Regions from separate parts of the Mus musculus genome. Here region 1 is linked to region 2. Evidence: chromatin contacts called from public promoter capture Hi-C data. All regions are on one chromosome and are shown on one strand. The core of a region is the stretch at or near the end of the contact, and the rest is flanking DNA. Distances in the headings are between cores, read along the strand shown.

The links. Capture Hi-C pulls out chosen DNA fragments and counts their contacts.
Region 1: a promoter capture Hi-C map of liver shows a contact between it and region 2, with 2.2 times the contacts expected there. The contact joins the promoter of Cbr1 here to the promoter of Cfap298 in region 2. A contact is called at or near these places in 1 of 39 promoter capture datasets (pre-B cells) and 2 of 9 other capture datasets (adipose tissue and liver).

What each region holds. Positions count from the first base shown.
Region 1 is chr16:93,606,578-93,609,277 of GRCm38.p6, forward strand. Cbr1 (carbonyl reductase 1) reads left to right here and starts at 1,260. Exons shown (of 3, transcript NM_007620.2): 1 at 1,260-1,677; 2 at 2,212-2,319. The coding sequence starts at 1,389.
Region 2 is chr16:90,933,481-90,936,180 of GRCm38.p6, forward strand. It overlaps Cfap298 (cilia and flagella associate protien 298), which reads right to left and starts at 1,369. Exons shown (of 7, transcript NM_026502.2): 1 at 1,102-1,369. The coding sequence starts at 1,240. It overlaps Synj1 (synaptojanin 1), which reads right to left. Exons shown (of 32, transcript NM_001164483.1): 32 at 2,617-2,700.

The DNA of each region.
Region 1 (2,700 bases), core at 10-2,509, 2.7 Mb after region 2:
TGTATATGAGGCAGTAGAATATTTTGAAATGGAAATCTTATACCTGTCTCCTTTATTTTACTGTATTCCTAATACAATGACCTTCATACACACAGAGAGGTCTTCCTGTGGGGTCAGTATAACTAAAATGTCTTATTTTAATCTAAATGGCCACTTGTTTCTAATAGCAACCTACTGAATGGAGAGGAAACGAAACTTGACCTGGAGATCCCTATAGCCAGGGTGTTAGGAACCAGTGACGAAATCTGTTTCCCACGACTGAACCAAATGTCATTTTGCGAGCATATGGCATCATGTCATCTTAAAAAGGGACTAAAAGGGTGCATTGTGGTGCACAGAAGAGCAGCATCCCCTGAAGGCCCTGTACACATCTGTACACTCAATACAAACATCCAGGTAAGACAAAGCAATTAGAAGTATCTAAAGGGATACCACAGGCTAGTAAGGAATGTTTCCTGCCCAAAGATTACCCCAATAGCTTTGCTTTGGTGTCCTAAGAGGTGAATTCAACACAAATTGCGATTCCTCATCATAATCTCCCAGTTTGTCCTACAATTCAAGTTCCTACAACTTAAGTGGCAGCTTTATGTTATTTTTTTTAAACACCAGAAAGAAAACGTACAGAGGTCCAATTTGCAAGTTGGGGAAAACAGTGAAAAATTCATACAAGTAATGAGGAAGACCTAGACCCGTGGGCAAGCTGAATGCATGATTTCCAGGTGCAAAGCTGTGTTTCTCTCTCTCTCTCTCTCTCTCTCTCTCTCTCTCTCTCTCTCTCTCTCTCTCTCTCTCTCTCTCTCTCCCTCCCTCCCTCCCTCCCTCCCTCCCTCCCTCCCTCCCTCCCTCCCTCCCTCCCTCCCTCCCTCCCTCTCTCTCTCTCTCTCTCTCTCTCTCTCTCTCTCTCGCCTTCTCCTGCAGTCTTGCCTGGCAGCTGGCTTCAACACGCCTTCAGGAAAAAGCCTGAGATGTCAGTCATTTGACCTGGCCGGTTTTTTTCCTGGCTGGTATGTAACCCCCAACTGCATAATGCATAATCTGAGATAACAGACAACCTGACACCTTTCGTTGCATGGTAAACTTTTATTTAAAAAAAAAACAAAAAACAAAAAAAAAAAAACGGAGTTCAGGTAAGGTGAGCCATTTCCTAAATACACAGCAATTTGACAAGAGGCAACTTTAAAATCCACACTAAACAACAAACACACCCCCCACCAGCCACGCCCCCCGTAGGGAGGGGGCTTAAACTGCGCATGCGTGCTAGGTGCGACATTGTCGACGCCAATTTCAGTCCGCCAGTGAACCGGTCTTGAACCACTCTCCAGCAGCCTCGAGAGGCAGAGTTTGCGCCAAGTTCCTTGGTCTCCGACGGCCTCCCTTCTCACGCAGCCATGTCTTCCAGCAGACCCGTGGCGCTGGTGACCGGTGCTAACAAAGGAATCGGATTCGCGATCACTCGTGACCTGTGTCGGAAATTCTCCGGGGACGTGGTGCTCGCGGCGCGGGACGAGGAGCGGGGCCAAACGGCAGTGCAAAAGCTGCAGGCGGAGGGCCTGAGCCCACGCTTCCACCAGCTGGACATCGACAACCCGCAGAGCATTCGCGCACTGCGCGACTTTCTGCTCAAGGAATACGGAGGCCTGGACGTGCTGGTCAACAACGCAGGCATCGCCTTCAAGGGTAAGCCATTGGGTGTGGAGATGGAAGGTGGCTTCCCCAGAGCCTGGTGGCAAGGTGGGCTGTGCCTCTCTGGGATCATTACTAGGACCAGGAGCACTATGCTGTAGGACTCTGAAACAGATCCCCTGGGAGAAACAGGACAGGGTAGTAGGGGCTGCAGGAAAGCAGAGCCTCAATGTTCGCCATCATTTCTAGGTTTCCCTCACCCAGTTGTTGAGTAATTGAATTGGACTTGGCGATACTTAAGTGGAACTATATCTGATACTGAAATAAGCAAGAGATTGAGGAGAGAGAAAGAGACAGAGGGAAACGGTGTTTCCTTAAGATCCTGATATATACAAACTTCACCTAGCCACCCCCAGTGGTGGTGGTGTCTTTCAAGCACAATAGAAAATTGTCAGATGGACAGTGATGCAGAGCTGTATGTAAACAAGACTGTACTTGCAAGTGGATCTCTAAAGCTCTAGCTTACTTAGGTCTTTACATTTCCACTCCGCTAACTCGGTTCTCTTCTCCCCCCCCCCCCCCCGAAAGTCAATGACGACACCCCCTTCCACATTCAAGCAGAGGTGACAATGAAAACGAACTTTTTTGGTACCCGAGATGTCTGCAAGGAGCTGCTCCCTCTAATAAAACCCCAAGGTGAGTCTGCCAGGTGACTTCCGGGCTCAGCTCCTCTCCCTACTGCACAGCCTCTCTGCCACTGTGAGGCACTGCTCAGACCTTTGATCTCAATTCTTTTGTGGCCATTGACTTTCTCTTTGCATACGCAGCTCTTCTTAATCTTCAGATAAGATTCCAGCATCCACTTCTTCCACCTCCTCACCCATTAGGGGCTTTAGGACTCCAATTATGTCTGAAATATTTTGCATACATACTGACATCCCACTGGCCACAATGGCCTGTCCCCACAAGTGCTAAGATTGTACCCAACTACATCCCTCAGCCCAGCTCCACAGCAGCTCTCAGCTGTCAAGATGAACCCTACAAACCCTCTGAGGAAACCACCTTTCTGGAGCAGGA
Region 2 (2,700 bases), core at 119-2,618:
TTCTGCTTGGCTTTTGTTGACCTGGCATGAACATAGACGTATCTAGGAAGAAGGAACCTCAACTGAGAAAATGTCTATTTCAGACTGTTTGTAGGCAAGTCTGTAGGTAAGGCATTTTCTCAATGACAGTAAGGGGGGGGGGGGTAGCACTCTCCGGGTGGTATCACCCCTAGGCAAGTGGTCCTGGGTGGTATGAGAAAGCAGGCTGAGCAAGTCGTGAGGCGCAGGCCAGGGGCAGTGATCCTCCATGGTATTTGCTTCAGTGCCTACCTCTGTGTAGATTCACCCATGCAATTCTTGTTTTTTTTTTTTTTTTTTTTTTTTTTTTGAGACAGGGTTTCTCTGTATAGCCCTGGCTGTCCTGGAACTCACTTTGTAGACCAGGCTGGCCTCGAACTCAGAAATCCGCCTCTCTCTGCCTCCCAAGTGCTGGGATTAAAGGCGTGCGCCACCACCGCCTGGCTCACCCATGCAGTTCTTACATGCTGCCCCACACTTTCGGTTTATGATGTTAAAGACCCGGAGGTTCCCCCCACCCCCTAAATGTTTTACTTTTAATATGTCATTTAATATTGAGCCTTCTTTGAAAGCAGTTAAGTTTGATTATATATATAAAACGGGTCTTAAGGCGTTCTCTATAATGTAAAAATCATGTGTTTCCTAGGAGACAGAAAACAACACCAAGGCTCTCCCGGTGAGAACTTTCATGGGCGGCTTCAAAGCGAAGAGACTCAAGGGCCAGGGCTTTTAGCGTCTCAAACTGTCCCCCTTCCCTGCAGCCACCACTCACTCCACCCTCACCCTTGACAACTCCCACCGTCCCCGATCCCTCAGCTCCGTCCCGCCACCTTTCGACCCAGTACGTTCGCACTTCCCGGAAGCCCAAATCCCGGCTTAGCTCAGCCTCACTTGGCATCCCGGCTGCTCTCCTCCGAGTCGGCGGTTGGCTGGCGAGCCTGGGTTTCCTCCAGCCGTTGGTCTTTCATCCCCGGTCAACCCTGATGCTCCTTTCCCACCCCGGGCTACGGCAAATCTCCCCAAATCCTCGCGACCCCGGGCGCTGCCCCCTGACCCCGAAGCCGCCGGCCTCCCTTTCCGCACCTGAGCAGAGCCGGTGCACCTTCAGCCGCCCGTTGTAGACGCGGGCCACCTGCGCCGTGAGCTCTTCCAGCTCCGTGCTCCCGGGCGCCTGCAGTAAGAACTGGCTCTCGTCGCCTCTCTTCACGTGCAGCACAACCATGGCTGCGCCAGAGGCGCCGCCGAGGTGGCAAGGCTGCGGGGCAGGGACCACGAGGCCCGAGCCGGGTCGGCCGGACCCACACCAGCCTGAGATTAACCGCTGCTCCGAGGAGGAACCGTGGAACGCGGCTCACGCTTCAGCCCGGAGGGATGAAGAAAACGGCGCACGCTCGCGGAAGTGGCTGTTGCCAGGGGCAACAGTCAAACATTGAGCTCGTGCCCAGTTAGAACTCGCGCCTGGAAGGCCGGAGGCGCTGAAGAACAGGTTGTGCGGGCCGCACAGTCGCCGCTCCCGGAAGTAGCTGTTGCCCGGGCAACCAAAACCCAAACTAACAGCTAGAGGCCTGTGCGGACGGTCCGGGGACTCGGGAGATGTCCGCTGGAGGAGCATGGCGACTCCTGGATTAAGAATGAGAGCGAGCGCTGGGCACTATGGGAGCATAGCCGCCGCCAAACTCAGACTGGTTTCGCGCAGGCACGGATCGCTTCCGGAAATGCCTTCTGCTTTGGGTCTCCGGTCAAAAAGTGGGGAGCGCTGCTGCTGTGCAGAGCTCATTTAGTTCCACAGCTGTCTATCGCCCGTCCCATGGAGTCTCGGTCCCCCACAATCTCAGATAGGGCAAGCGGGCGCAGCGCTGTTCTTCCAGGGCGCTCAGACACAGCTGAGGATCCCATTTTAGTGTTATAAAGAGAAAACAAATGGATGGAAGAAAATCAAATAGAGGAGTAAAGAAAATTAGCAAAGAAAATTAACCTGTGCTTTGAAATGATCTCAAACTCATAGTTTCGCTAAATGGTGAGGGTTTTTTGTTTGTTTGTGGTGATGGCACATTAAATTTTTTACTTGCCAATGGAAATTCCTGGAAAGAAGCTGTGTAATAAAAACAGCAGTGATGTGGAGAGGCTGTGAATCTGCGGGTCCAGACTGATTACCTTGTCTCTGTTAGCTATAGCTCCTAGAACAGACGTCCATTGCCCTCCTATGGGTCAGAAATAACTTGCATATAGGCTCTGAAATCTATAAACGTAGCTTTCACTAACCCAAAAGTTAAGAATATCGTCAAATAGCATCTGGTAACTAAAGAAAAACTTCGTCTTACTGTATATGCCTCTCTGGCATTTCCACCAATGTATTTTAAACTTGCCATGACTTACGACTTTGTCTTAGAGAGCTACAAAACTTTGTGAACATGGAATTTGGGGTAACCCAAATCTGTCATGGTCATTCATTCAAATTTGGCTTCAGAATAAACTACCTCTTATTCCCTGCATGTATTATGTGCACACACACACACACACACACACACACGAATGTGGGAGTGCACACATGCATAGAGAGAAAAAAAAACCTCTTCCCTTTTGAGTAAAGAAGTCAGCTGGTGATAAAGACATATTTATTTCATATGACAGCACATCTCACAAGATATGTACAGAATGTATACCAGCAACTTTAATACTGTA